2 separate regions of the Mus musculus genome follow, and region 1 is linked to region 2. Evidence: chromatin contacts called from public promoter capture Hi-C data. All regions are on one chromosome and are shown on one strand. Each heading gives the region's core, a stretch centred on a gene start, on an enhancer-like site or on the middle of the called end of the contact. The rest is flanking DNA. Distances are from core to core; before and after follow the strand shown.

What was found. Promoter capture Hi-C pulls out the DNA fragments that hold promoters and counts their contacts.
Region 1: a promoter capture Hi-C map of the HPC-7 cell line shows a contact between it and region 2, with 35 times the contacts expected there. The contact joins the enhancer-like site here to the promoter of Clec4e in region 2. A contact is called at or near these places in 6 of 39 promoter capture datasets (the HPC-7 cell line, HPC-7-derived erythroid cells, cranial neural crest and 2 more), 1 of 115 datasets of contacts at active chromatin or transcription factors (acute myeloid leukemia) and 2 of 9 other capture datasets (embryonic stem cells and macrophages).

The regions. Positions count from the first base shown.
Region 1 is chr6:124,378,350-124,383,222 of GRCm38.p6, reverse strand. No RefSeq gene overlaps it. Among named protein-coding and RNA genes, the nearest start is that of 1700027F06Rik, 16 kb to the right of the region's middle. Within about 2 kb of position 2,877, at least 14 of the 459 cell types and tissues checked have an H3K27ac peak or open chromatin away from gene starts, as enhancers often do. A contact at or near this core is called in the HPC-7 cell line, where this site is marked.
Region 2 is chr6:123,287,808-123,292,707 of GRCm38.p6, reverse strand. It overlaps Clec4e (C-type lectin domain family 4, member e), which reads left to right and starts at 2,837. Exons shown (of 6, transcript NM_019948.2): 1 at 2,837-2,996; 2 at 3,719-3,814. The coding sequence starts at 2,960.

The DNA of each region.
Region 1 (4,873 bases), core at 1,628-4,127, 1.1 Mb before region 2:
GCTGGTGTGTCACCTAACTTCCCTAGTTTCTTCTGTATAAGAAGTTTGATGCTCGATTTGACAAATTACATTCAGATCCACACTCCCTTGTGTCAAGTCTGTTTGTCACCCCCCTTTCGCTGACTCCTTTGCCCACCTACAACCAGATCTGTTCCGTGCAGATAGGAGACCCAGAAGGGGTTAGTCTGCGGCAGTTGGCACCTTCGAACAGGGACTTCGGGGTAGGTAAGTCTATTTCTTTTTCTTCTTTATTTTCTCAGGCAAGGATAGGATTTCGTTACTGTGCTACAGATGGGCTTATAAAGATAAATCAGTTAAGGACAAGAAAGTAATTTTACCATGAGGCAGTCTGACATTAAAACATGTTTAGACGTTTCACCAGTAAAGGCCTACGCTATAGTGATGAAGGGACAGAAACTTAGTGCCAATTTTAAGAGCACCTGTGAGAATGGAAAGCATCTAACAGAGGGAACATGCTTGCTTTCCAGCATGAAAATCAACTTTTCTAATTTTCTAAAAGCACTGTAGGTTTTTCCTTATGAGCATAGCTCTGCTCACTGTTAGCCATCAATTTGCTGTGGTGGCAGAATTATTTTCCCCTGGGAGGTCATTTATTTAAAATTGGAGGACAGGCAGGCTTAGCAGAATCTATTGCTTGGTTGGGGTTTGTTTGAGTTTCCAGTCATGTAGTTTTAAGTTTTTTCTCTCCCCCTCTTTTTCTCTCTCTCTCTCTTTCTTTTTTCTGTGAAGCAGTTTAGAGTTCCTTTGTTGGATCTAACTTGCAGCGTAAATTTTAGGTTGGAAGGTGAAATATATACTAACAATACTCTTATCAGCTTTAAAAAAATAGACTATTTATTCTGATATTTTCATTCATGTAAACAATACCTCTTGGTCATTGTTGGGAGCCGCCCTCACATTTGCCATTACAAGATGGCGCTGACAGCTGTGTTCTAAGTAGTAAACATAATCTGCACACGTGCAGGGGCAGTTTTCCCGCCATGTGTTCTGCCTTTCTCGTGATGACAACTGGGCCGATGGGCTGCAGCCAATCAGGGAGTAATACGTCCTAGGCGGAGGATAATTCTCCTTAAAAGGGACGGGGTTTTGCCATTCTCTCTCTCTCTCTCTTGCTTTCTTGTTCTTGTTCTTTTTCTTGCTTTCTTGCTCTCTCTTGCTCTTGCTCTCTTGCTCTCTTGCTCTCTTGCTCTCTGGCTCCTGAAGATGTAAGCAATAAAGCTTTTGCTGCAGAAGATTCCGGTTTGTTGCGTCTTTCCTGGCCGGTCGCGAACGTGTGTAAGAGGTCATATACACCCTAACTCTCCCCTCCCACTGCTGCTCGGAATCCTAACTGCTCCCTCCTACTACCCCAGGTACCCCTAACATGCTTCTCTGCCCCTTTCATGTCCTCCCCCTCATTTGTTAATGACCCATGAGAGTCCAATCAGTGCTGCCCATCAGGATGCAGAGTGATCTAGTCAACTTGCTCTTGTGCAGGTGACCATAGCCACTGTCATGCCATGTCCCCGAGACAGTGTTTTAAGTGTTCTTCCAACCCTAACTCAACCCTAAGACTGATACAGATGGCTCCATTTAGGGCTGAGCATCTGAGTAGCTCTTTATTTATTTATTTAGCACTTTGATCATCTATGAGTCTCTGCTTTATCTGCTGACCTCTGCAGAGGGAAGCTTCTCTGGGCCAGGGCAGAGGGCAGCACTGATCGGTGCGCATGAACACAGATGTTCCCGAAAAACAGCTATAGTGGATCTTTACAGGTCCTAAGACCGCCAGACTCATGGGCTTTGACCAGGTTTCCAGTACAAAGCTGGAATCATTCCTGTGGAATAGGCTTCAAAAAACAACCTCAACAATTGCAGATATCCCTGTGCCACCGTTGTACCAGTGCACACATCTCGCCTAGCAAGTTGGTACTGTAGCATGCAGGAATGGTTGCAGGGATACTATGCATCTTCTCTGAGTGGCCTATGCATTGTCTTCTAGCCCCACGGCACGTAGTTTTGAAAGTTTCAAAGAATTTTCACACAAAACAGTTTGCATTCTGGTAATGTTTATAATTTTTAGTTTGAAAATCACCTTGGACACTAGACATTATAGGGAGCCTTGCACTTTAAAGAAAAGAGGAAAAGTAAAAGTGAAATCAGAGAAAAAAATCCCACAACTTCTGCATAGTCTTGGGATAACAAGCAGCTAGGATTTCTCATAGCACTTGTTCTACACTGACCTATATTCTAGGTGAAGTGTGCCAAGACATCTGGGGACTGAATTACCAAACTGAGAATAAGGATTCCCAGTACTTCCTGAATAGCCAGAAAAATTTGCAAACAAAAATTGAAAGTTGATATTTCTTTTTAACTTGATAACAAAAACTCAAGTGTGGAGGGGCTGATTATTTTCCGCACAGAGCTAGCAGCAGTTAATGCTTGCTGGGGGAGGGAAAGGGGGAGAAGAAGGGGGAGGGAAAGGGGAAGGAGAGGGAGGAGGAAGAGGAAGAGGAGAAGGGAGAAACATTTCTTTCAGTGGTGGAGCCCCTGGACAATGCCCATGTGCCAGGACATAACTGCTGTCCACGAGAGCAACCCTAACTGAACTCACTGGATCCCCAAACCCTAAGCAAGCAACAAACAAAGGATATGAAAAGAGAGGAGCTTGTTGGAAAGAAGGGTTCACTAGGACTGGAATCCATAAGATTGCCCAAATTATATATAACTGTCAAATAATGACAACATTTTTTAAAATTTAAGAACATAAAGTCATTTCAAGAGGAAGAGTACTTCCTTCTCTCTAAAGCTTGGCCGCACAGCTCCCCCATCCCCCCTTTTTGAAGATTTATTTACTTTATGCATGTGACCACACTGTCGCTGTTTTCAGATACACCACAAGAGGGTATCGGACTCCGTTACAGGTTGAAACTTTTTGCTCCTAACATCTGGAAACGTCTAGCAGGCAGTATAAACTACCAGCATTATTCCTTTACATGCTTGCAGTTTTTGAGGCTCACTAGGCATCCCAGACTAGGTTTTTTTTTTTTTAATATGTGTGTGTGTTTTGTTTTTGTTTTTCGAGACAGGGTTTCTCTGTGTAGCCCTGGCTGACCTGGAACTCACTCTGTAGACCAGGCTGGCCTCGAACTCAGAAATCCGCCTGCCTCTGCCTCCCAAGTGCTGGGATGAAAGGCGTGCACCACCACCGCCTGACTCCCAGACTAGTTTTTAACTCATAAGCCTCCCTACTGAACCCCCCTGAGTGCTGGGATCATAAGAATGCGCCACAACACCTGTATACTTTTTGATGATGCATAGTCATAGTCCTAAATTGTTTGAAGTGTGTCAGAAGTAAGCATGGTGTCAGATGACCTCTAGAACTCAAAGAACTCAAAGAGCACGGACACTCTCTGGCCTGGGAGCCAGGGTAGCATATTTGTCTGTGGTGGTCTTCTCATCCTCACCACAACCACCAATCAGTCGTCGACATCGTCGTCAATCATAATTATTATCATTGTCCGCTTCTCGCTCATCATTTTAATTAGCAAATTCGAATCACGTTTTAGTGTAAATGAGAGTAACTTAACATTCTAAGAGAATTATTCACCAGGAGAGTAGAAAACAGGTACGTTGAAGTAAGAGGAAGGAAAAGTATCAGTAGGGGGGCCCGCCAACCCTAGATCAACAGCAGATGGCGCCAAATGACCTAAGGATCCACTAAGAGACTTATTCCAGTCCACTTTCTCCCAAAGATTCTTCTGGTATGAAGGTCTGGTTAGGAACACAGGCCCAGGTATGTAACTGGGTATAGTGCATGGTTAATTTCTATTTTTTGAGATTATGAGTGGAGTATATTCAACGTTATCTTTCTCAGCTTGTTGTTGGTATCTAGAAAGACTGTTGATTTTCTAAGTTAATTTTATTGGTCATTTCTAGAAGTTTTCTGGCGAATTATTCAGGAGTTTCTTATGCATGACATATCATCTGCAAATGGGAGTGATTTGATTTTTCCTATTTGTATCCCTTTAATGTCTGATATCAAGTGATGCTTTGGCCTAAGTTCCTACGCTGCACATTGTCTTTCTGAGTTCAACCCCTGGCTTTTAGTGAAGATGGGTTTCACATAATACCATTGTGTTATTGGCTCTTTGAGGGAAGGATGGTGCCTGCTAATCTATGTGTCTTTAGAGCATCAGTGTTATTGATGGAAATCGCTCTTGAGTTATCAGGTCTGACAGTCTGAGTGACTTTTGTAAGAGAACTTTTAATTTTAATTATAGACTCATGGGACAAAGAGAGGTTAATCAACTATCAAAGAGAGGTCTGCTGTTTCTCCTGTAGAGCTCCACTGAATACAGCTGTGGCAACCCAAGTTGGGAGTTAGCACTGGCCTGTCACCATTAACTAAGCCACAGACCTAATACAGTGCTCACTTTCCTTTAAGCAGCCTTTGTCTTTGCATGCTTGCACACACATGCACACATGTCACCATGGGCTTGCTTGGTCTTCCATTGAGATTCTTTTTATTTATTTATTTACTTACTTATTTATTTTGGTTTTTCGAGACAGGGTTTCTCTGTATAGCCCTGGCTGTCCTGGAACTCACTTTGTAGACCAGGCTGGCTCAGAAATCCGCCTGCCTCTGCCTCCCAAGTGCTGGGATTAAAGGCGTGCACCACCACACCCGGCCCATTGAGATTCTTTTAGCCAACAATCTGAATCTAGAGTTAGAAATAAGCACCACAGAAGAAACACCCACTCGCACCCATTCTCCTACTCTGCCGCTAACCTGCTCTGTCACCTGCCACTGAAAACTCATCCCCACCCCACAGTGTTGCTGTCTCAAGAGTGTGATGTAAATGGCACTGCG
Region 2 (4,900 bases), core at 1,588-4,087:
TAACATCTCATGATGCTGATAGAGGATTTTAGGATGGACATAAATAACTCCATTAAAGAAATACAAGAGAACACAGGTAAACAGGTAGAACATCTTTAAGAGGAAAGACAAAAATCCCTTTAAGAATTACAGAAAAACACAACCAAGCAGGTGAAGGAATTGAACAAAACCATCCATGATCTAAAAATGGAAGTAAAAACAATAAAGAAATCACAAAGGAAGACAACTCTGGAAATAAAAAATAAAAATAAAAATAAAAAACTAGGAAAGAGATCAGGAGTAATAGATGCAAGAATCACCAACAGAATACAAGAAATAGAAGAGAGAATCTTAGGTGCAGAAGATACCATAGAAAGCATAGACACAACAGTCAAAGAAAATGCAAAATACTAAAAGGCCTTAACCAAAAACATCCAGAAAACCCAGGACACAATGATAAGACCAAACATAGGGATAATAGGTATAGAAGAAAGCAAAGATTCCCAACTTAAAGGCCTAGTAAATACCTTCAACTAAATTATAGAAGAAAACTTCCCTAACCTAAAGAAAAAGATGCCCATGAACATACAAGAAACCTAGAGAGCACCAAATAGACTAGAGCAGAAAAGAAATTCCTCCTGTCACTTAATAATCAAAACACCAAATGTTAAAAGCAAAGAAAGAATATTAAAAGCAGTAAGGGAATCATGTCAAGTAACATATAAATGTAGATCTATCAGAATTATACCAGATTTCTCACCAGGGACTATAAAAGCAAGAAGATCCTGGGTAGATCTCATACAGACACTAAGAGAACACAAATGCCAGCCCAGGTTAAGATACCCAGCAAAATTCTCAATTACCCTAGATGGAGAAACTAAGATATTCCATGACATAACCAAATTTACACAATATATTTCCACAAATCCAGCCCTTCAAAGCATAATAAATGGAAAACTCCAAAACAAGGATGGAAACTACACCCTATAAAATCACTGTCCAATGCAGGAAAATAATCTTCTTTTTTTATTTTTTATTTAATTTTTTATTAGAAATGACCTAAGGAGCTGAAGAGGTTTGCAGCCCCATAGGAGAAACAACAATATGAACCAACCAGTATCCCCAGAGCTCCCAGGGACTAAACCACCAACCAAAGATTACACATGGAGGGACCCATGGCTCCTGCCACATATGTAGCAGAGGATGGCCTTGTTGTTCATCAATGGGAGGAGAGTCCCTTGGTCCTAAAAAGGCTTAATGCCCCAGTGTAGGGGAATTCCTGGACCAGAAAGCAGGGGTGGGTAGGTTAGTGAGCAGGGGGAGTAGTGAGGGAATGGAGTTTTCAGAGGGAAAACCAGGAAAGGGGACAACATTTAGATGGTAAATAAAGAAAATATATAATTTTAAAAACAGAAATAAACCCAACCAAGGAAACAAACATAAAACTCTACAGTGAAAACTTTTAGACTTTGAAGGAAAAAACTTAGGAAAAAGACCTAGAGGATAGCAAAACCTACATTGCTTATGGGTTTCAAAAGTTAGTCTAGCCTACAAAAAGAATCTTGAGACACAAAAGACCAATGATACAGAAATAAAGTTTTCTTTTGGCATGTTTGTCTGGAGTATCAGGTCAAGGATTTGGTAACCCCATGGTTTGGATCTTGGAAATGATGGCACACCATGATAGAAGTCAAGAAACCATTGAAGACTGAAATAGTTCAGACTCTTTCAAAGCCACTGAAGCTATGGCCATTTCACAAGAGCTCATCTCTATACATCCACAAAGCCTCTTCTCTGGGGAGCAAAGCCTTACATATGAAATTTCAGTGACAACTCAACCAAGCCATATCAATTTTAAAATATGCTTCAAGATACTTGAAAAAAATCCACGTGTCTGTAAAATAAAAAGTTCTGAGGGAAATTTCCAATCTGTGGAAATAATAGAAAGTTTCCTTGAGGCAAAAAAAATATTGTGTAGCACATAGGAAATCTGGCTCATCAAACACGGGGATTACCAAGTCATATGTGTAGCACTTCTATCTCCTGACACTCATAACCTCAAGACAGCTGATACTAGTGTGACTTTTACAGACATTAAAGAGTCTTTAGAAAACTTGTAGGAAGTTAAGGAAAGACATCCTATATCAAGCTCACATTCCAGACAAACACTGAGTTCTGTCTAACTGAAATTGCTTCTGCTGACACTCAAATCTGTTCCTCCTCTAAAATTTCCAAATAAATAAAAAATAGAATTAAAGTACCTAATGAGTCCTTAGACATTGTGTGTCAGTTTAAGAAACTGAACTGACTCACAAAGGCATGTGTGGCTGATCTATAAAACAGTCCAGTGGATAGCATCTTGGTAAAGGGGTCAGATTCCACACAGTGAGCACCTAAGAGCTGGTAAAGGAAGAGGAACAGAAAGGACCTAAAGAAAACTTTCATTGCCAACTTGTAAATATGCACATTATGTTCCCAGCTGTGTGGTGTGGGCAGAGATAATTTAGAGGCTCTCAGCCTCCTGTCTGTGAACAAATGTATACTTGATAGAAACAACAAACAAACAAAAAACAACAAGAATTCAGAATGTGGTACTGAGGCACATAGTGCCAAAGGAAAATCGGGACCAAGTTAGACTTTGAGAAAAGTAAGGCATTTACCAACTAAAATAACACAGATATATTTTTCAGGCCTCTCTGCCATTTCTCTTGATGCTTAGCATATACTTCATCATTTCCTCTTTTGTGGTCTGGAGTGAGAATTGGCGTGGTGTCCACTAAACTCCTTGTCCTTGTGCAAGAGAGGAAATTCTGACTTAATTGCACATCTATAAAGCACGTTGACATACTGTGCTATCCGGTCTGTTAGTCTTGAACTTTTAAAAAGAGGGCCAAGGATTCACCATTCAAGACTCACTTTCCAGGGGCTCTTTCTAAACTGAGAAGAGAAGGAAAAGGAAGAAAGGCAGGAAAAAGGAAGAATGAATTCAACCAAATCGCCTGCATCCCACCACACAGGTACAATCTAGGCATCCTCCTTGACTCTCTTAGAAGTTTGCCAAGGGCTAGGGTGATAGAAAAGCACTTACTGAGGTGGAAACAAAACAAAAGAGAGGAAAGGTCAGAGCTCTTGCTGAGGAGTCTGGGAGAAGGGGCCAAGGGAGGTGGGAGGAGCTTGCCTGCTGACTGTTTCTACCTTCTGTGATACTCTGAATGTCTTTGAGCAAGTCCTTCACTTCTGTGGAATTTACTCGAATTGTCTGTAAAATGTATATCTGGCATAAGAAAGTACTTACTGCATGGCTGCCAACTGTTTGGTCTAATTTACAAAAAGCTTAAAAATGAAATGCTGAGAAGAGCCCAGCAGGAGAAAGACTAGAAAGGCAAAGGGAGAAAGTGAGGTAAGATGAGAAGAGAAGAAAGGGAGGAAGCACGGAGGGCAGTCCTTAAAGTGCAGAAGCATTTTAAATGGGGAGAGTAGAAATGAAAAGCTCAGACTTCTTAAGGTGTGGTTTCCAGGCTAACATCGGCCGGAAGCAGAGGCTTCCACACGGCTCGCCTGGATTGTTAGCTTTCTGGGTGAGGACCAACAGTCTCCAGAGGGCACGGATGCATGGGCAAGCCTGGGGACTGGTAGATATGAAATGAAAACAGGAAGGAGTAAAGATAAAGTCAACTCAAATCTCGTTCGTATATTGCTTTGGGAAGATCCACTGTGTATTTTATCCTTCTTCCTACAGAGAGAGGATGCTTCAAAAACTCCCAAGTGCTCTCCTGGACGATAGCCGGGGCCTCCATCCTGTTTCTCAGTGGCTGTTTCATCACCAGATGTGTCGGTGGGTTCTGATGATCAGATTCACTCTGTCTCTCCATGGCAAACACTAGCAGTAGATTCTTGCTTGGTGCATCACTTTTCCTATAAAGAGGCTTTTTGGTTTTGTTTTAATAAAGTTTTGTGCATGCTATATTTAATTATTCTTGACCGACTTTGTTGTTTAACAGTTTCATATGTGTATATAATGTTTTCCATTACTCTTTCTCTCACACCCTCTCTTATGTACCTCCCTTCACTACTAACCCCACCTGCTTCCTTTCTCAGTTTCATGAGTTTTAGTTAGTTTAGTTTAGTTTAGTTTAGTTTAGTTTAGTTGGGTTTAACATGGGCCATCTGTATGATCACAGAGGGAGGGCATCCATTGGAGGAGGGCATCCATTGGGGGAGAACATCCATTGGAGGAGGGTATCCATTGGAGGAGGGCATCCATTGGGGGAGAACATCCATTGGAGGAGGGTATCCATTGGAGAATGATAGGGTCATTCAGAGTACACAATTGAAAGGAGCAATTTCCCCACTCCCTGAATCTATCAATAGGAAGCACTCCAACAGAAGACGTACCCTTCTCCAACCATTCTTTGGCAAACCCAGCACAGGCCTGTTGGTTTGTGATTGTAATAGCTGTGTCCTCTCCAGAAGATGCCGTTTTCCCAACTATTCGCCTTTTATTCAGGCTATTACATTCTTTCCCTTTTCTGCAGTGTACCCAACACCATAAAATGGGTGATTAATATCTGGTTTAGAGATGAACACTATCCATTATTTATTCTCAGCACCTTGTGTAGTCCTGTACTTCTTCATCCTCTGCCAGTCACCACCATGACAGGCTCTGCGATGGAGGCTGCGCTGTGTTTATTCATCTATGGACATAAACACAAATATATAAATGGCAACTTGACACTATATTAATTTGCGCTTCCTGGTTCCACCTTTCCCCTCAAGGTGTCCCGATGCTGCTGGTACACTGGCTTGGAGAGGGCTGGGCAAAGTCCTGAAAGCGTGGGGTCCACAGTCTGCCTCTTCCCTTGGCCCTATCAGTCGCTGCTGCAGACTGGGCTGAAAGATTGAAGCAGAGTCTGGAACAGGC